7 separate regions of the Mus musculus genome follow, and all the other regions are linked to region 5. A link is a contact called in public HiChIP or PLAC-seq and promoter capture Hi-C data. All regions are on one chromosome and are shown on one strand. The core of a region is the stretch at or near the end of the contact, and the rest is flanking DNA. Distances in the headings are between cores, read along the strand shown.

Region 1 (2,700 bases), core at 49-2,548, 960 kb before region 5:
TTCGAAGTGTTAGGATTCACAGGCATGCACTACTGTACCTCACTCCTAGGAGACTCCTAGAAAGACAGGTAATAGTTCTTTTAAACACTTTCCCCCCCCGAAACAATGTCTAACAATATCCTGATACTAATTTGCAATAGGGATTTTGGAAAAACCTAACTTCAACTATAAATCAAACTCTTCTCACAGAGCCTGATAAGGCTATTTTGTATTGACCTATCTGTCCTTAAGGCATTCGCTAGGACCTCTCAAGTTCACTTACAAGACCTGGGAGTAGCAATTTCTATACTAACCGAGATCCTGAATCATCTGGAACTTTCCACAGGCTACGGGCTGTTTCTAAATTCTCGTGGATGTCACCCAATGGACAATAAAACAAACAGGATTTTAATCAGAGGCTTTTCTCAAGGGATGCTCTGAGGGAGGTGGGAGGGAGAATCGGCTCCATTTCAGGAGGGGGTGGTATTGCTCCATCTAAACACATCTTCCTCTCTTAAAAGTTCTAGGGGAGGGCAAATCTTTTCTTTCAGTTAGCAATTTGTGATAAATGGCTACATGCTGAAGAAATATTTGCTTCCAACAACTGTTGATAGCCCAGGCATAATTTTCTAGATTTAGCACTCAGAGCAAAGTCGGCACCCAGCACAGAGCCTGATCCCAACTTGTGTTTGCTGACTTTTTCTTGCTTGTTAAGGTGTGTTCATAGTCACGTGCCAGGTTAAAAATTAATGCTCAGAGCACGATGAAGTCAGATACAGTAGGCGCAAAACTCAAAGAAAGAAAATGGTAGAGGTTACAGTGTGTGTTCGTGGGGGAGAGCCTACCTTGACCTCTCCAGGGACACCTTGCCATACACAGCTCCACTTGACCCCTAGACAACACCTTGCATCCAAGACAGCGCTTTCAAAACCTTCTTTTCCCCATCCACTTTAAGAGAGACACTGAGTGAATCCAAACGCTGTACAGAGCCGGTGTCCGGGGAGGGAGGCTCTTTCAGGCTCTTGTCCTAAGCCCAGAGTCTGTGCGGAAGCCACGGCAAACTCCCCGGTGTTACCCGCAGCCACCCCACCCCGCGCGCACCCGACTCTTTGTCCGGCTCCGGCACACGCCTGGTCCTTCGGACCCAGCGGGAGACGCCGGGTCCCCGCATCGCACTCACCCGCGTGGAGCAGCCCGCCGGGGCCGCGGCCGTGCGCCGCTCAGACAGGTGTGGGCGCCCGGAGGACGCGCGCGGCTCCCATGCCTGCTCCGCAGAGTGGCCGAGTGCGAGCCTGAGGTCCAGCAGAGCCTGCAGCACCCGGTCCGCCCCCCATCCCCTCCCCTTCGCCTCCCGGGCCCTCCCGCCCCGCCCCCAGCCGCGAGCCGCGCAGCCCGCCGGCCGTCGCCTCCCCTTCCCCTAGCCGCCTGCCTCCAGCCAGCGTCACCCTGCTATTCAGAGGTCCAGAACCCTCGGGCCCCGCGCAGGTGGGTCTCCGCAGCGCGTCACCACCAGCGGGTCCCCGTACTCGATGCCCCTGCACCGTGTCCGATGAACGGCTCCTACCAGTGACTCTTGCACTCTCCCGCTCTAGACAACTTCACACCAAGTTCTAGGGGTCTACATTGCCCAGAGTCTGCTAAAGCAATGCTCCAGAGTGGGCGGTCCCTTCCAACCTTCCAGTCCTCCAGCACCCCGGGTGCGTGGAGCGCCGCTAGGCAAGTTTGCAAAGCAGAATTCAAACTTGTAAGCTCCTCACCCGTGCGCATTCTGTGCGCCTTGAATAGTGACGACCGAGCTCCTTTCCACCTTAGTTCCTCCTCTAGCGCTTCTAGAGTGTACCTCAGTTTGTAATCCAGAGGCAGGCTACCGAGGTTGCAGGCCCTGCAGTTCAGCTGCTAGCATACTGGGTCCCAGAGCACAGCAAGGGATCGCGGACTTGGCAGCTTCCCAGGGGTTGACTGGTGACGCCCCCGGCCTGGTCTTTACTGGGGCACCAGGGCACCAGCTGGTGGAGCCACCTCCTAGCTTATGGTGCCTGTTTCCCTAAATCACTGGAGAAGTCCACACCTGGGGGACTGAGTCAGCCTGGTGACCTCACTATTTAAATATCTAATGCTATATAGTCTTAGTAGTCTCTTAAGACTATCCACACATCCATTTCTGTGAACCAACCCTTCATGCAGGTCATGGAGATGAAAAGGGTGGAGCTGTGGATTTCCCCTCAGGACTGGAGGACTGGAGAGGCCTAATCTTGCTAGCAGTCAGACAGCTCCTGAACAGTAGGACAAAATTTTGCAGAGGTCGTTTTCTTCTCTCCTCCTCCTCCTCCTCCTCCTCCTCCTCCTCCTCCTCCTCCTCCTCTCCCTCCTCCTCCTCTCCCTCCTCCTCCTCCTCCTCCTCTCCCTCCTTCTCCTCCTTCTCCTCCTCCTCCTGCTCCTCCTCCTCCTCCTCTTCCTCCTCCTCCTCCTCCTCCTCCTCCTCCTCTTCCTCCTCCTTCTTTTTTCTCCTGTCAATCCCAGAGTAGCCTTCCTTTTTTCCTGTCAAAGCTTGCCCTCAGAAAGGGAGGGCCTGACATCCTATTCCACACCAGGATGTTAGTGACATGTCCAGTGAGCTAGTGTTTGCCTTGCCTTTAAATAGGAAAGCCCTGAACACATTGTTGAGTAGTGTTTCTCAAACATAAAGGAAACTAGTATTGTCCACCACGTTAAAGGCAAAAC
Region 2 (2,805 bases), core at 64-2,563, 940 kb after region 5:
TAATATTCTCCAAGGATGATCCACTAATTGATTATTCATTATCAAGTGGCCATCCATGAAATGTAGCACTAAATGTAATATTAAACAGATTTAACACGTTGCTTTTATATATTTAGATACTTATGTGTGTGTGTGTGTGTGTGTAGTGTAGTGTAGTGTAGTGTAGTGTATGTGTGTGTGTGTGTGTGTGTGTAGTGTATGTGTGTGTGTAGTGTGTGTGTGTGTGTGTGTGTAGTGTGTGTAGTGTGTGTGTGTGTAGTGTATGTGTGTGTGTGTAGTGTATGTGTGTGTGTGTAGTGTATGTGTGTGTGTGTAGTGTGTGTGTGTGTGTGTGTGTGTAGTATGTGTAGTGTGTGTGTGTGGCAAATAATTAGAGGCTTGGGAGGATCTCAAGTTTGAGGCCAGGCTAGGCTACATAGTGAGACCTAGTCTCAAAAAATCAAAACAAACAAATGAAGCAAGAACTCTTTAAGGGAGACGGGGAGAGAGAGAGAGAGAGAGAGAGAGAGAGAGAGAGAGAGAGAGAGAGAGAGAGAGAGAGAAGACACCCAACCTCACAGGTAATGAAGGAACATAAGTTCGAAGCAAAACATAAGCTTCCTGGCACTTTCAGATGATCCTAAGTTAATACTTTTACATCGTTGGGATTGTAACCTTTTTTTTGGGCAGGGGGGGGGGTGCAAATTATTACCGTTTGTCAAAACTGAACATTCTGACTTAGACTTTCTCTTCCTAGTTATGTTTCTTGGAGCAATGCAAGGAAACTACATTTCCTCAAGTAGCTTCATTCCTAAAGAGAGAAAGCAAAGAAAACCCTGAAAATAGTACAAATACATATCAGAGAGTAAAAGTATGATATATGATATATGAAATATTTGTGTTACAGGACAATATGTGCGATTATAATGAGTGATCATGGATAAATTGAAATGTGTGTGGGGAAAACAAGTCAAAGTGTGTATTGTACCAAGAGCTACAGAGATAAATTATCAGAGCAGAAAACATACAAAAAATACTTTTTGTCACAGCTATTTAATCAGTATTAATTTTATTGCTATTCTCCCAAACTCCCATTTACTGTACATATATCCATTTGTGTATATCAAGCATTATAGAGTCAAAACTCTTAAGCCACAAACATGTAGGAAGGATAAGTTTTAAAGTTCTTGACTAGACCCAGGTGGATTGTGAGAGTTTCTCCATTCATTGCTTTGTGGGTACCAGTGAACTTCAGGCATGAGACACAGCTCCTCCAAACAGAGCAGTTGCTCATAGCGACATATCTTTTGCATCTGTGATAGCAGATGCTTTTAAAAGCAGCAGAGAGAGGGAGCAGTGGTGGGCGAAATCAGAAGCAAATGCTTATTCAAATTCTGCTGCGTGAAGCAGATCGACCAAAATCCTTTCAGATATGCTTATGAATAACTATCTGTCTGAAATGGAAATATCTGCGACTGTTGAACTGTTATCTGTAGGAGCAGCCCACCACAAGAGTTTTGATGTTGAAGGGACAGATAAACCCAGAAGATGACATGGGTTGAGTAGACCTTGCAAGGAAGCTTCGAGTTCTCATTCTTTTATTGGGTTGAGCATAAGCAATCAATGAAATTGGCATCCTGCACTGTTGGCAACATCTGGGGCAGGAATGAAATGAAATGAAATGAGGAGGACCAATATCTCTTAGCCAAATTCCTGAAAATACATGGACATGCCTCCCCTGCTACACATAAATGAATTGTATAGTTTCTTCACATCATGTTCTGCCATTTAAACCTGGGTCTCTATAGAGGAGAGTGACTAGTCTTATCATTTATGAAACAGCTTATCCATGCACACAGAAATATTGTAAAACAGCACCCTTTAGTTCTTTTGCTACTGCAAATCATTGAACACACAGACATGAATATACAGCCAGCTTTATCCATATGTACATACAGTTATAGAATCAGTCCATCATGTATTGCTGTCGTCTTTGTAAATCATAGTGTCATTCTTAATTCTATTTTTATTGCTGAAAACAAAATCTTTGAGTTTCCTTCAAAATATCTTCATCTCTTGAAAGGTTAATATAATTGCATTCCTTGCTATCCAAGTCCCTGATTAGGCTAATGAATCTTTTTAAATATAATGTTTGCTACATTTCTTTTTACTGAAGAACCTAACTTGGACTCTGAATACTTATTCAAGCAAACTGAGCCTGTTGGACTGTGATTTAAAGCTGTAGGTCATCTGGCTTCATGTTATCCTAGCAAGCCAGCCTTTTCTTTTTCCCCATCACACAGACTTCACTTTGAAAAGTTGCTGCTATTTGATTCCTAAATCATTTGTAAACCAAAAAAAAAAAAAAAAAAAAAAAGAAAATTTATACTGATTAAGCTTGAATTGTGTAATATCTACCATGTTTTTTAAACTTCCAGATAACTGATTATTATTTTTATATTTATTATTTGATGACTCCATCCATAGATGTATAAAATAAAAATATAATCTACCATAGTTTAAATGTAAAATTACATTTTATAAAAGCAAAATTGTCTGATGGTTGTGGTGTACAGTTTTTCTGAAATTTTCATCTTCTTTTCATCTCACTTTATGGAAAAAAATATTGGCTTATTGCTAGAGGGAAGAGCATGGTGATAATGCCTCACAGAGGAAGTAAATATGGCACATAATGACACTATGACAAGCCTGGCTTTAAGCAGGAGAATGTGATGGAGAAAAACATGGAACATCCTATGTATTCAAGTCACTGTTTATGTCATGGGTCAAGAGTGAAAGAGCTTTTAATTAAAGCACACACTCTCT
Region 3 (2,700 bases), core at 172-2,671, 950 kb after region 5:
CATGCAGATACAAGAGGTACCCATAGAAGCGGCTGTCACTGTGACAAAAGGATGGACCATCTAGTGATTGCCATATGCAGGGATCCATCCCATAATCAGCTTCCAAATGCTGACACCATTGCATACACTAGCAAGATTTCGCTGAAAGGACCCAGATATAGCTCTCTCTTGTGAGACTATGCCGGAGCCTAGCAAACACAGAAGTGGATGATCACAGTCAGCTATTGGATGGGCAACACGGCCCCTAATGGAGGAGCTAGAGAAATTACCCAAGGAGCTAAAGGGAACTGCAACCCTATAGGTGGAACAACAATATGAACTAACCAGTACCCGGGAGCTCTTGTCTTTAGCTGCATATGTATCAAAAGATGGCCTAGTCGGCCATCACTGCAAAGAGAGGCCCATTGGACTTGCAAACTTTATATGCCCCAGTACAGGGGAACACCAGGGCCAAAAAGGGGGAGTGGGTGGGTAGGGGATTGGGGGGGGTGGGTATGGGGGACCTTTGGGATAGCATTGAAAATGTAAACGAGGAAATTACCTAATTAAAAAAAAAAAAAAAGAAGCGGCTGTCACATTGTCACCTGACCTATTGAGCCTTATGACCCATACTGAGCCTTACTACTTGTTGATAATGTACACCACATGCAGTGTGTGCTTTCTTCAACTAACCTGTTATTGTACCAGGGTAATTACATACACATATGCACTTAATATCTGCCCACCCAACCAGACTACCAAGTCCATGAAAGAAGGGGGAACAAAGCTCTTGATTAACATAGCCAAGTACAAAATGCATGATCTGTACCTAGCAAATGATTTCTGGGGCTGGGAGTGATGAGCATCGGATAATAATGAGCGATGATGGATCATGGCCAAAGCACAGCAACAAGACCTGGTGGCAACATGTGAGTACCCCAGCTCCGGAACACTATTTGTTTTCTTTGACAGCAAAGTTAGTAACCCAGACCTGAAACAGTAGCCTCTCCCTTTAAAATTAAGTTCAGCAACCGCCCCCATCTTCTTGCCTCAATAAAGCTTCTATTTTTCCTGTACATAAATTATGTTCAAGGCAAGCAACCTGTGCATGTCTACACAAAATGGTATCATGGTGTTACTCATTCTTCCTGGGGATCACTGGGCACACAGGCCTCCTCCCTTCCTTGTAGAAAGCTGCCATCTCTCCTGGAAGGGTCTTAGAGGAGTCCAGTCAGATCCCCTGAGACTCCATTAGCTCCCAAGGCCACGATGAAGCATTCTTCTGAATAAAGTTAAGTTCTACTTCTTCCAATTAACAGCAGATGATGAAAGTGCCTGCCAATTCTGTTGCATTTCAGCTGGGTGTTTTGCTCTTGCTTGGCCATTTGTAAAATGTGAACCTTCCTAATGGGGACCTAGTTAGTCATTGGATTAATGAGTTTCAGCTGAATTAATCGTGCCTAGCCCACTGTGAGTGTTCAGTAATAGTCGCTAGCAATTTATATGCTGACTTAAGTTGCTCCATTGAAGAACATCGGCTGGAATCAATATTGTGTAGCTGTCCTACTGCATTTGACTTAAAGAAAAAGATGACGCCTGTAGATTTGGAGCTCAGATTATATATAGCCCTGTAGCGGATGTTCTCTGAATCGTAAAAGGAATTTCAAAGGGTGTTGAGACTAATTTCTTCCTGTGAGTTTCCCACAATTATACAAGATGGTTAAGTCCAAGGTGATAAATCTTTTGGAGATAGGTTCTTCTTCCTACAAGTTTATCTATGTGAATATCTACCTTTATCTGTCTTTATCAGTGTTTCGTTCCTCATTAGTGTGGTGGCTAAAAATGAGTAGAGGAAGTTTGTCACAAGCAGCTTGTTAAGGCTCAGTCCAGACCCTCGTTCCAGACAGGTGCTCAATAACTGTAATTTAATTAATTTAAAATTAAAATAGAATTCGAAAGTTTACAAAAGTTAGTGGAAAGTGTCAATGAAAGGCAAAACAAAAAAATTCCAATCAGCAAAGAGTGACATTTGCAGATCTTAGGAGGTGAAGTTTGTGCTTTGATTACAGCGAAACATATGGTGCTCCATGCCTTATGGCAAATATTTGCATTTTGAAAGCTTTTAATTAGAAGGAATTACAATTCCACAGAGATCCCCATAGCTCGAGAATGGAGTTTAAAAAACAAATCAATATTACGTGTTTGTTAAATTATAACCTTGGTGGGAAATCAATAAAATGCTTGCTGAGAGATATATTTGAGTACTCAACTGAACTGTGGCAATTCTTGCCAAAGGCTGAGTCTGATTATTTATTTAAGCATAGTCATTAAGTGAACTACTTCATTATATCGGTATATTATAATGACTCTTGTACACATACATTGCAGGGACACTAGTTCCCAAGCTACGCCATCTCCAGCTTCCTTGCACTCTTCCTTCACTACCCCTACCTCTTGTTACCACCAAACTTTATTTTTAATGACTTCTAAGTGATTTGGTTAAATGACAATGAGAAAAAGTACAAGTTCTATACTGTAAGTACGTAGTTAGTTACTACATAAAGTGTTCAAAATTAATATATTTGCCTTCTCAATACATCGGTAGTAGATTCTAATCTACTGTGCCCTAGAACCCAGCCAAAGAAAACTCTCTTCTGACTACCCGTTGGCCAGTAGAAACCAACTGAAAAGAGACAGATAAAAAGGTATATATATATATAT
Region 4 (2,700 bases), core at 55-2,554, 910 kb after region 5:
TTAATTATACACATCAATAATTTAAATTCTCTATAGAGGATTAATATATTTGAATACATATTGGTTTAAAATAGTACTGGATCCCAAGATTACCTTAGGCCCATCACTTAGTTGCTGAATATTTTGAGGTTAGCAAAAAGATACTGGAGATGTAAATTTATCAGCACATTTTGGTAACTCTGGTTACAATGCAGCAAGGCAGGGAATCCAATAATTACTTAATCTAACTGATTATTTTGTTCTTTGGCTAGGTTCCACTTTATCTACTATTATACTATTAGCTCATTGAATCCTCCCTGTAGTTTGACATGAAGAAACTGAAGCTCACAGTGATTGACTCATGTAAGGTTAGAGCCAGCCTGAGTTAGAGGTGAGAACTTATAGTCTGTCTAGTAACAAAATTGATTTTCTTCCAGTGCACATATCTCATAAAAGTCATTAGACATTTTAGTACATCTCTGAATAACCAGGAAGCAAAGTGTTCTTTTCCTTTTAAATGAATAATATTAATTAGGAAATGTTGACTGTTGATATTTGCCAAGCAATAGTCTAAGAGACATTGCATCATTTATTCCTGCAGGTTCACTGATGACGTGGGTTGTTGTACCTAGCAAACTTAAGTGGAGAGGTTAAATTGTGCAAACAGCTCACAGAAGCACATGCAGAATCCAACCCAGTTTGCTTGGAAGCCAGCACTTTCAAACATTCCACTACATTTTCCTTCTGAGATAATTATCCATGTAACAATATTATGTAACATTAATCAGGGTAGGGGTCAAAAACAGATATTCTGGAGGCAAACTGTTTCTCTTTTGATGGAGGTTCTACCATAGACAGTTCATCCCTATGGTGAGATGCCCAGCTTCTTTGTGTCTGAGACTCTTTATAGAGAAAATGTTAGTAGCTACTGTATGCACTTGCTACAGAAATTAGCATTTCCATAGTGTTTAAGACTGTTTAGTATCTACTTACCCTACTTAAGTTTTTTGTTGTTGTTGCTGTTAAATCATTCATAATTTGAGCTCTGTCATTCCCCCTTGCTCGAGGAAACACTGGCAACCTGAGGTGACCAGACACATCTATAGCATCTGGCTTGGCCAAGTGGCCCTGCCTATAATGATGCCCCGGTAAAGATCTGGGCCCCAGGCTTCATAGTATCTTGTTTCTGTGAGGTCTGCCTTGCCAGCTTTCCAAATTTAGCCATAAGTGGGTCACCTAAAAAAGTAATGCAGTTTCCTCAAGTAACCTTTCGCTTATGTTAATTTTATATGAAGCGTCGCTCACTGTGTCTCAGCACATTGTGAATTTCATGAGTCACTGCATTGGCAGATACGTGAGTGAAGGGTACCTTAGCAGGGCCATTGCTGTAGCTTCATTTTCTGTCTCTCTGGAGACTGCTTCCCAAAGGAAAACAAACCCACAAAGAGAAAGACAGCAGTAGGCATCCTTTTTCTCTATTCTTATTGTAAAATCTTCAAGAAGAAATTTTGTCTTGAATGAGTTTAGTCACATTCCTAGTATTGTTGCTTCATAGGCAGCAGTCTGTTTGATGTGTGCTCTGGGGACCCAAAGGAATTTGATCCTGGTCCTGCCTTTAAAGCCAGCATACCCTCATTTTGATCAGAGCCTCTACAAAAATGGTTCTGAGGAACTGCCTTCAGTTAGGGGTCAGAGGGTTATTTTCTCAAGTCTGCACAACGCTGGAATCGTTGTCTGCCATCAGCCCCCTCTGTGTCTACAAGCCTGATAAAGCTCCTCAGAGAGTCTCCTAGAGTCTTTTCTTTTTCTTTTTCTTTTTTTCTTTTTGCTGCAATAAAGAGCTAATCTCATCCAAGAGGACAAAGATGTGGAGCTATGGGGTTGCAAGGTCACCAACATTTTTGAAGGGCTTGTGACAGGTCAAAAAGTATGCTGGACATTACAGTCTACCATTAACCCCATTTCAGTCATGTAATAGTGAATGTTTGCTTCCTTGGGTATAAAAAGCTGAAACCAAATGATCTTAAATGAGGATATCTTGACCAGGAAGTAGAGTATGGAATATCAATACACATCTATACAGCTCCACTACAGAAATTAGTCCTACTTTAAAGAAAGAGAATATTGAATTTAGGAAAATAGAAATTCTAATAAGGGCCTTTAAGAATGAGAGGGCTTAAAAATCCACTGATGTCATTTTGCTGTAAACACTTACTATTCTGTCATCATGTAATCTTAGACTTTCTTTATGAAGACATTATGGTAGCCTGCTGTTGTTGTTCATACTCTGAATGTTAAGACGTAACTGTCCATCTTCTTAGCCTCATTTGATCACTACATAATGAATACACCTGTCAAATTATCACTGCCCCTGTGTGTACAATTAAAATGATAATAAAGGAGAAGTTGGGAGTTTCCTTTGGTTTTCTCACCTTACACAAGGGAAGCAGTAGATACTTGTAGCTTTGTGGACTGAGATCTATCTGTTTATGTTGGACTCTCAAATGTAAATAACAACACCTCATTTGCAGAAATACTAATATAGAGTAGTTGTTGCCATTTAGATTACACTTGGGAATCAAGAAATTATACCTCTTTCTCCATCCTTGTCAAATGAAATATTGGTGAATTGACCATGAAATGTTTCAGACTATTGACATACTTCAAGAACATTTAAGAAATAAAGTTCTCTTGGTGATGGAGAAAGAATTAAAATGTATA
Region 5 (2,700 bases), core at 139-2,638:
TAATAAGCCTAAAATTAATGAAAAAAAAAATGGAGCCTGACTCCAGGAAATCAACACACACAAAGAATGGGTTCCTTGATCTTCTTAAGGTGGTATACAATTGATCAAAAGACCAGTATTTCTGCCTTAATACAACACAGCATTTAAGTCAGTTCTTTAAGATAGCTGAGAAGGGGGGTGGGCAGAGCAGGCATAAAATACTTTACAAATTATATTTTTTTGGGGGGGACTAGACTTACATCTTTTGCTCCCCCCTCCTTCTGCTATCCAAATGGAAAAATGGAAGAAGAAATAGTATTTTCTAAGGAGGATTCTCTAACCAATCCATCTAGTGTACGATGAAGGCAGATATTAATAGCATCATGGCTAATCAAAAAAACGTAGAGAAATTTTTGTTCTGTTCTCATCCAATTCCCTGAACAGCCCTCTTCACCACCCACAGAAAATTTCCAGGCCTTTAAGACAGCTTTGGGGAAAAGGGTACCCACAATTATGGCTGCAGGACAGTCAATATTGAAATAATCAAAAGCAACAGCAAATATTTTTGGCATCTGGCATTTGCAAGGGTTTCACTACACTCTCCTTAATTAAGGAGATATAGATTATTAACTTGCCCAGAGTTTTTTGTTTTGTTTTGTTTTAACTTATTTTTGTGCTGTTGGTATAGACGCCTGGGCTTCAGGCCTGACAAGTGCTCCATCATCAGATTCCAAGGAAGTCTTTCAGCAAGAACTGAAAATGAAGATTTTTGCCACAACCAACGTTTAATCTGAGAGTTAAGGAAGTTCAAAGTCACTCAACTGATTAGATCACCATCCTTATACACGTTAAGTGCATTTGTGTGGGCGTATGGCCTGCAAAGTGTGTGTGTGTTGTATCTTTAAGTGTATTATTTGACCTTCAGAATTTTATTCAACATGATTTGTCCAGCCGTGGTGGATATTAGGTTCTCGGGTAATCAAAAAAGTGAATGCATTCAAGAAGCCATCATAACCTTGCGTTAAGTCAGAACACATCAAATCAATAAAATGCAGGAGACTTAAACAGAATGAGAGAACTGGAGGTCGGGCCGGGTGGGGTAAGGCGATAAAGTATTTGTAATTGAAGAAAGGTCCTCGAGAAAGAGAAACAAGCTGCATTTAATCGGCGTAGACTTCAGGTCTACGCTGTTCGGAACTAGAGATTTGATTACACTCTACATAAAGTCGGGTTCGGTTCTATTTGCTCAAATCCTTCACGTGCATCATCTCCGAGGAGGCGACCCACACCACCCTAGATTTCCGCCTACCTGGGGTGCTTCCCTATTTCCCTCCTGCACAACACCAGCAACCTTCGACTCGGACCAACTTGGTCGCTGGGACGCCGCCATCTTAGCGCCTCACGTGACTGACAGGAGGGCGTGGCCGGAGCGCCTGGGGCGGGACTTGCAGCTGTCTGACAGCTCGTACCTTTAGTCCGGTACTCCCCCACCCAGTCAAAAGCCGCGCCCTCCAGCCGGGCGGAGGTTGGGCGTGGCGTCGCAGAAGTGCGATCTCTCATTGGCTCCGAGGAAGGCTCAGGGTCAGGGGCCCGCCCCTAGCCAGCCTTGCCTTGTCCTCTGCCAAATTGTCAGCCTGGCCAACCTGAAGGGAACCAGGGGCGGTTCGGGCGCAGGCCTGTTGCTGCGCGCCTTCTTCTCAGGGCGGCTGGGGTAACCGAGCCCTGGTAGTTCCTTCGGCCCGGTCGGTGTGTTAAGGCTGTGGTTTCTAAGGTTCCTCCTCAGAGCCTCCAGCCCGTCTCCCCGGCGCGGCCACAGCAGCACGGGCTAGCCTGCTCTCTACAGTCTTCAGTCCCCATAGTCCACCCTCAAGCCCCGCTTGGAAAGGGTTCAGTTAGAAATATCCCTTTTCCCTGCTCCCCCGAAGAGCCCTGGTCGGCCAGTGTTTTAGGGGTGGATGGTGCTGCGAGGAGGCCAGGCGCGCTTCCGTGCACGTGAAATGCCCAGCAGCGTCTGCCAGACCCGCAACCCCCGACCCTCCAGTCTCCATGTCTTAGGCAAGCCAAATTCGAGAGTTATATAATTTCTAGTGCTGCTGTTTCTCTTGCCCGAGGAAACACTTCATCGCTTGGAGGGTGCAGGACATTTCGGTGCTCTTCTGTATAAGATCGGGGTGTGGGCAGGGGTGGCCAGCGGTGGCAGAGAAATGTCTTTTCTGCAAAAGGAAGGTGGGTAGATTGGAGAGAGACTGAGAAAGGGTGGATGTGGAAGCCAAACAGCTGCACTCTCATTTAGGAAATCGCGGACTATTTGCATAGTGTGTGATTGCATGCCTAATACTACTACAGCGTCTCTGAAAACACCTTTTGGGGAAGGTTTGGTTTCTCCTTTCCAGCAGCCTCAGTGTTTTTCTTCGCCGGATAGGAAGCTGCTTGTTTGCGAAGAGATGGCATGATGTGAATGACTCCAGTGTGAAGAAGTCTGCTTCGCCAAATCATCCTGCATCAAGTGCCCATTGAATAGCACTGTCACTTTAATGTCTCCATGCCAAGGGATTGCCTTCCTTCTTTTCAATCCTCTCAGTTAATACACAGGAGGATCAGGATCTGAGGGGCATTAAGGATCAAGCCTTGGGGGCTTGGAGACCACAGAAGAAAAATAGGAAAGTGACAAGCTGGATAGTGTTTTACTGAGGGGCGAGAAACAGAACCAGTAAATAGAAG
Region 6 (2,700 bases), core at 5-2,504, 740 kb after region 5:
CTTTGTGTGCTGTGTTTGAGCATACTGCCCAACAATCCTGGGAAAGGGCAGCATTTCTACATTGTTCCCCCAAGGAAGGTTGAAAAACTAGTCTGGAGAACTGATTTGCAAACTGCTCTTCCTAGATGATTTCCTTTGTGTCCTTTCTGCTCATTTCCCATACAGTCTTCTATGCACTACGTACAAAAGCTGTAGGACTAAGTTCAGTTTGCATATAGGTAACTATTTGGCAATATCATTTCAGTTTGGAAGCACAGAGCTGCCGCAAGTCCCCATGAGTCTCTCTGTGACTAAGCCAGAGGCCCCAAGTCCTCATGAGTCTCTCTATGACTAAGTCAGAGAAAGAGAACAAAGGCAAGGAACTTGGCTCAAACCTGAGAACATTTACATACATTTATGTACATGCTCAGCATATTTTGTTGTGAAATGTGCCAATTTCTGGAGTCCTATTGGATGACTGCACTTCAAGTGTTTGAGTAAATAATACATTAGGGGATATAGACAATCAAATAATCATGTGGCAAATATGCCTTTACTGTATTTTTTCCTTAGAGGATTCATTTATAACGGCAAATTCACAGTGATATATGCAACAATGTTGGGAAATTTTGCAGTATGTTATTATATTCATACAATTTGTGCCAAGAGATCTACTATAAATAATCATAAGAAAATGCCCTTTAATGTATCACAACTATACATAGCAATGTTATTACCCTGGTTGGTCTTATTAGGTCACAATGAGAAAAATGCTCCTCACAGTGTTAGACACTGACTGCATGTATGCATGTATTCAGTAAGTATCTCTTAACAACTTCTCGGTCTGCATAATGTGCTGAGTCCTAACCATAGCTTATATGGGAGGTCTCTGTTCTTTGAGCATCTGAATCACATACTGAGAATAATGAGGAAAGATCCCCATTATTCCCAGACCTTTTCTGTTTTCCCTCTCCCTAGCTGATGACCTGAGATGTAAATGTCAATTAGATGCATTTTGTAAACTAGATTTGGGTTCTCCTTTCCTTGTGGTCCCACAACGTTTTGAATGAACCTGGAGAGAGTTTGCAGAGTGTTCTGGGATGTATCTGTCACCATTAGAAACATTCATGTATTCATAAATGTCTTCCAGGAGCTGAGAAATGGAATTTGGGGCCGACCATAAGTGAAGCATATTCCCTTTTCTGCAGCAGCCCAGGGTAGTTTAGAGGAAGTGCATATTTGGGTGTCTAATTACCATACTTAGTAAGGTGACAGATGCATGTACTGGGTAACGAGGTCAGAGAGTGGAAATGAGCACTTCATCCGTATATAGCAGAAATGGTGTAGAGAGAGGGATGAATTTAGAAAAAAATTTTGTGTGAACAACGTGAGTTCAAATAGGAGGATCATTTTGGGAAAAGCCAGAGGGACTGAGTGAGTGAACAGATCTGGCTCCAGAAGGACACATGCCACAGGAGTGGGAAGACACTCAAACCACAGGAGTGGGAAGCACCCTGGGGAGGGAGGGAGCAGGAAAGAAACAGTCTGGCTGCTACAGAAACAACAGAAAGCAGAGGAGGCCCCTGGAGGCGAACTCACCAGAGAGGCTGCTGAGAGGAGAGGCAGTCTGGAAAAGACACAGGGCTTAGTCCACCAGAGATGGAGTGTGGGCGAGTGTGGGGGCTTTTGATGCGAGAGGCAAGAGATTAGATTTTACCTGCACCACTTCTTGATTTGCCTTAATGAACTTCACAGTGCCTGGGAACTCTAATTGTACTTGTTTGGGTTTGCAGTTAAGAGACCTAGATTTAAAAAAAAAAAAAAAAAAAAAAACATATCTTCTTATGAAGGCCATTACTCTTCAAAAGGAGAGCTGCATCAAGATTTACTTCAGAGTCTTTATTTGGCCTCCTGGGCCTTAATTAAAAAGAAGAGTTATGTAAAGAGGAGAGCTTTGCCTGTGTTACTGAACATGGGGCATGGTGTCCCAGAGAGATTTATAATGCAGGTAGGTCTGTGGTTGCAGCCATTCTTTTGAAGATCATCTACAGCTCTGTCTTATAGCCACCTAAGTGCCAATATTCAGGGAGGGCAGGCAAACCAGACCAGGTGGTATGCCTCAGAGATCTTGCTTGCTCACTGGGGCATCATTTAGCTCCATCCTAGGGAACCACCATTTGCCTGGCTGGAGGAAAGGAGGAACGGTGTAATGAGAACTCAATGCTCTGAGGATCTTGTGCTACAACACTGTGTCATCTCGGGGGATGCAGTGATCCTTCCAGGCTGTATTTAGTGATGTTGGGATGTCCCAGCCTGGGATTAAGAAGTGTTTAGTTTTCCCTTCTCCTTCTCTGTATAATAAATGTAGATAGTGAGCCCTGTGTGTACAAATGGTGGGTGGTATTTCAGGAATTTTTTTATATGGTGCAGAACAAACCATTATCTCAGTATGTGTCTCCAGTCACACTTTTTATAAGTCACACTTTTCGGATACAAAGTTTGGGACTGAGAGGAGTTAACAGGTTATACTGGTGCTCTTGCTGGTTATTGGTAGAATTGGGCTTTAAAAAAAAATCCCAGGTTCTTTTAAGAATGATAGAGTTAAGCAGACTTTAAACTTGTTAAGGATGAGTCATCATAATGATGTAATTCTTTTTTTTTTAAAGGACATTTTATAGTTTTTGTCACCCAAGAAAGCTAGAAAGCTCGGAACATTAGTGA
Region 7 (2,700 bases), core at 58-2,557, 790 kb after region 5:
TGGAGCCTTGTAAATCTGGAGCTGTCCCCTGAGGTCATCAGCAAAACTGGTTTTCAAACTATCTGCCATGTGTTTTCTATGAACCTACTTTTCATGCCTTACTGAGATTGTATGGCATGAACAAGTGACAGATCGATTTCTAAGGCCCAACAGAAGGTTTGCAAGCAGAGAGCAGAGCCACTGCCCTGTTCTGAGTCTTTGCCCAGGAGTTAATGACCTTGTTCCCCAGCTCTTTCTAGGTGTTATGATGCATATCAGACATCAATGCACTCAGACCATGCAAGTGACAGTGAGTGACAGACACAGCCACACACAGCCTTCTTACTCCAAACCTGATGATGATATCTCTGCTCTTTCCATCAACCCTCTGTGAGGAATGGTACCCAGGCAGCACTCTGAGTGCTAAGTTTACCAAGTCCCTACCCCTTGCATTCCTTATCACTTTCTCAAATCTGTCACTAAGCTATTTTGCAGCTGTGTTAGCTGCTTGCTAACTTAAAAAAATCTTTTTGCATTTTCACAGTCTCATTTATAAAAACAAAACCAAGACAGCCAAAACAAAAAGTGTATATTGGTCTTATCATTCATACTAGAACAGCATGGATACTTCCGTGGCTTCTGGGAACCTCTATGGCACCTCCTAGGTCGAAAGGGTGGGAAGGGAGGAGGAGCAGAATGTCCTTATCTTTTGAATTTGAAAAAAAAAAAAAAGTCATTAGCAGATAAAGGCTTGGCTTTGAGGCCCCCTTCACAACCCGTAGAGCAAGTGGACTCGCTGACCCGGAAAGCATTAATCTTTTGGAGCCTAATACTGCATCAGCTCTCTTTGCTGGATACTTTCCCCTCCTCCTTCCTCTACTAGCTCTTCTATGGGGGTGGGGAGGACAGTCCCTCCACTGCTGGGCGCTGTCCGCCTCTTCCCAGGAACTCAGCATCTGAGGACGTCCACGCTGAGGCAGCAGTAGTAACAGGGTCCTGTGTGTTCTCGGGGTCACGTCACTTGGGAATGGCCCACCTGCTTAAGCCAGGGACTTCTTGGCGGCACCCGGAGCGCCACCAGGCTGGCGAACCGCGTGCACCGCTCTCTCCCTTACCCCGCCCCTCCCTCCCACTTCTCTGGGCCAGCGCTCCCCACGGTGACTCTGAATTGCAGCAGCAAGCCACTGGCTTCTTACCAAATTGGGAACTGCATTGTGGATTTTTCCCCCCCTTTCTTTCTTCTTTTTTAAAATTTCCTTCAGAGGGAATAATCTCAACCCCCTTCAGCTTGCTTGACGATCTAGAGTGACTGGGGCGAGTAGGCGGGCACATCCTTTTACATGCTAATATTGCCCCACCTCCTTTGAACCCTCCTCAAAAGCGCTCTGCTTCCTTTTATTTTGATTGATTTATTTATAATTATTTTTATTTTACCTCCTTCAATTTCCGTATAGTGGGGAACCCTTCTTCGCTCTCTGTCCCTTCCCCCACCCTTCGTTCTCTTGGGAAGACAGACCCCGAGACGCACTGTACTTGCCGGCAGCAGTGCTTGCACCTAGGCTCGGGGATGGCTGCACCAGGCGCAGGGGGCAGCGATTACAGCTGCCGCTCTGTCTAGGCTGTCTAGGCAGGCTGTCGCTCCGAGAACTGGGTGAGCACCAAGTTCGGTTCCCCCAGAGAGCTGCCACTGCCGCAGCCCAAAAGGAATGTCCCCTGTTCTTAAGGACCCTGACTGTTTTACACCAATGATTTGCCACTGCAAAGTTGCTTGCACCAACAACACTTTGTCGTTGATGTTTGGATGCAAGGTAGGACAAGGGATTCATGTCTTATTTTAATGCATGCTGGCCTCCCTGGGGAGAGCAAACAATTTCTTTTGTTGTTTGTTTATGTGTCTGCCTGTTGGGAGACTGACAGATGCTGTGTGACTGCTCTGTCCACTCGCGGAGCCGGCTTGGATTTGGAGAGCTCAGTGATTTTTTTTCCAGTGCCCGGTGTTAGTTAGCATGATAGCTAGATGGTGACAGGACCCTGAATGGAGCACACAGAAGCTACAAGCACTCTTGAAAAGAGGGCGCCTTAGATGTCTCGGTGCTTGGGATTTCTTCTTGCTTTTAGCTAGTGATTAGCTCCGGGCGCTGGTATGGATGCTCTGGAAAGCATCAGACTGACTCTCACCCCTGAAACAGGGCTGTGGGCTAATAAACCCGGGACCATAGAAGTTCTCCAGATCAAACTGAGAGGCTTGGTTTCTAGTAGCTTTTCCAACGGTGAGGGAGGGGCTTATGTCTACTTTTGTCAGTAAGTCTAGAGATGTAAATATGTAGTCCTCATTTGTAGGATAGTCTTCGCTTTTACCAGTCCATTTGAAACCAACAAGCCAAATGTTTAACAAGAGATGGCCGGCACAGTTCTTCGTGAAGTTTGAAGCAAATGACCACCCCATCCTGGAGTTGTGTAAGATTGTTCAGTGTTCGAAGTAACGAGGTTTAAAGGGTTTTGAAACAGGTTACCATCCAGGGCTGCCTGTTTGAAAAGATTTATTAGAGCTTTTTTGTTGGCTGTGGTGGATCTACCAGAACTTGCTGTTAGCGAGGTTATTGCCCAAAAGTGGTCTCAGTACCTGTTCTTTGCTCGCCGGGAATATGAGCTTTTACTTACAGTGACAACTTGGTGCGTTTATTCAGTTGTTTCTAGAAATCACTTCTTTTGGTTGCTTTG

What was found. Promoter capture Hi-C pulls out the DNA fragments that hold promoters and counts their contacts. HiChIP or PLAC-seq counts read pairs in DNA pulled down with a chosen protein or histone mark.
Region 1: a contact with region 5 is called in an H3K4me3 HiChIP or PLAC-seq map of embryonic hindbrain, with 5 times the contacts expected there. The contact joins the promoter of Prss23 here to the promoter of Tmem126b in region 5. A contact is called at or near these places in 1 of 39 promoter capture datasets (pre-B cells) and 3 of 115 datasets of contacts at active chromatin or transcription factors (astrocytes, embryonic hindbrain and large pre-B cells).
Region 2: a contact with region 5 is called in a promoter capture Hi-C map of hippocampal neurons, with 2.5 times the contacts expected there. The contact joins the enhancer-like site here to the promoter of Tmem126b in region 5. A contact is called at or near these places in 16 of 39 promoter capture datasets (the 3T3-L1 cell line, 3T3-L1-derived adipocytes, the C10 cell line and 7 more), 2 of 484 Hi-C or Micro-C datasets (embryonic stem cells and nephron progenitors), 8 of 115 datasets of contacts at active chromatin or transcription factors (the NIH/3T3 cell line, VIP interneurons, cardiomyocytes and 5 more) and 1 of 9 other capture datasets (pancreatic islet).
Region 3: a contact with region 5 is called in an H3K27ac HiChIP or PLAC-seq map of VIP interneurons, with 11 times the contacts expected there. The contact joins the enhancer-like site here to the promoter of Tmem126b in region 5. A contact is called at or near these places in 16 of 39 promoter capture datasets (the 3T3-L1 cell line, 3T3-L1-derived adipocytes, the C10 cell line and 11 more), 1 of 15 datasets of contacts at CTCF or cohesin (the NIH/3T3 cell line), 7 of 484 Hi-C or Micro-C datasets (embryonic stem cells, forebrain, nephron progenitors and 1 more), 20 of 115 datasets of contacts at active chromatin or transcription factors (the NIH/3T3 cell line, the SCID.adh cell line, SST interneurons and 13 more) and 1 of 9 other capture datasets (pancreatic islet).
Region 4: an H3K27ac HiChIP or PLAC-seq map of SST interneurons shows a contact between it and region 5, with 5 times the contacts expected there. The contact joins the enhancer-like site here to the promoter of Tmem126b in region 5. A contact is called at or near these places in 1 of 39 promoter capture datasets (embryonic stem cells) and 4 of 115 datasets of contacts at active chromatin or transcription factors (SST interneurons, astrocytes, embryonic forebrain and 1 more).
Region 6: an H3K27ac HiChIP or PLAC-seq map of SST interneurons shows a contact between it and region 5, with 6 times the contacts expected there. The contact joins the enhancer-like site here to the promoter of Tmem126b in region 5. A contact is called at or near these places in 14 of 39 promoter capture datasets (the 3T3-L1 cell line, 3T3-L1-derived adipocytes, the C10 cell line and 10 more), 8 of 484 Hi-C or Micro-C datasets (cerebral cortex, embryonic stem cells, gonadal supporting cells and 2 more), 15 of 115 datasets of contacts at active chromatin or transcription factors (SST interneurons, VIP interneurons, acute myeloid leukemia and 10 more) and 1 of 9 other capture datasets (pancreatic islet).
Region 7: a promoter capture Hi-C map of hippocampal neurons shows a contact between it and region 5, with 6 times the contacts expected there. The contact joins the enhancer-like site here to the promoter of Tmem126b in region 5. A contact is called at or near these places in 7 of 39 promoter capture datasets (cranial neural crest, embryonic stem cells, hippocampal neurons and 2 more), 1 of 484 Hi-C or Micro-C datasets (cerebral cortex) and 11 of 115 datasets of contacts at active chromatin or transcription factors (SST interneurons, embryonic basal ganglia, embryonic forebrain and 6 more).

The regions. Positions count from the first base shown.
Region 1 is chr7:89,516,288-89,518,987 of GRCm38.p6, forward strand. It overlaps Prss23 (protease, serine 23), which reads right to left and starts at 1,299. Exons shown (of 2, transcript NM_029614.4): 1 at 1,160-1,299.
Region 2 is chr7:91,410,983-91,413,787 of GRCm38.p6, forward strand. The region is part of intron 1 of Dlg2 (discs large MAGUK scaffold protein 2); the gene reads left to right. Among named protein-coding and RNA genes, the nearest start is that of Gm24552, 170 kb to the left of the region's middle. Within about 2 kb of position 1,314, at least 10 of the 459 cell types and tissues checked have an H3K27ac peak or open chromatin away from gene starts, as enhancers often do. A contact at or near this core is called in hippocampal neurons, where this site is marked.
Region 3 is chr7:91,428,705-91,431,404 of GRCm38.p6, forward strand. The region is part of intron 1 of Dlg2 (discs large MAGUK scaffold protein 2); the gene reads left to right. Among named protein-coding and RNA genes, the nearest start is that of Gm24552, 190 kb to the left of the region's middle. Within about 2 kb of position 1,422, at least 7 of the 459 cell types and tissues checked have an H3K27ac peak or open chromatin away from gene starts, as enhancers often do. A contact at or near this core is called in SST interneurons, VIP interneurons and forebrain, where this site is marked.
Region 4 is chr7:91,388,222-91,390,921 of GRCm38.p6, forward strand. All of the region lies in intron 1 of Dlg2 (discs large MAGUK scaffold protein 2), which reads left to right. Among named protein-coding and RNA genes, the nearest start is that of Gm24552, 150 kb to the left of the region's middle. Within about 2 kb of position 1,305, at least 6 of the 459 cell types and tissues checked have an H3K27ac peak or open chromatin away from gene starts, as enhancers often do. A contact at or near this core is called in SST interneurons, where this site is marked.
Region 5 is chr7:90,474,607-90,477,306 of GRCm38.p6, forward strand. Tmem126b (transmembrane protein 126B) reads right to left here and starts at 1,389. Exons shown (of 5, transcript NM_026734.2): 1 at 1,289-1,389. The coding sequence starts at 1,369. It also overlaps a transcript of Dlg2 not described here.
Region 6 is chr7:91,217,272-91,219,971 of GRCm38.p6, forward strand. The region is part of intron 1 of Dlg2 (discs large MAGUK scaffold protein 2); the gene reads left to right. Among named protein-coding and RNA genes, the nearest start is that of Gm24552, 24 kb to the right of the region's middle. Within about 2 kb of position 1,255, at least 14 of the 459 cell types and tissues checked have an H3K27ac peak or open chromatin away from gene starts, as enhancers often do. A contact at or near this core is called in SST interneurons, cerebral cortex and forebrain, where this site is marked.
Region 7 is chr7:91,261,209-91,263,908 of GRCm38.p6, forward strand. The region is part of intron 1 of Dlg2 (discs large MAGUK scaffold protein 2); the gene reads left to right. Among named protein-coding and RNA genes, the nearest start is that of Gm24552, 20 kb to the left of the region's middle. Within about 2 kb of position 1,308, at least 89 of the 459 cell types and tissues checked have an H3K27ac peak or open chromatin away from gene starts, as enhancers often do. A contact at or near this core is called in SST interneurons, cerebral cortex, embryonic basal ganglia and 5 more, where this site is marked.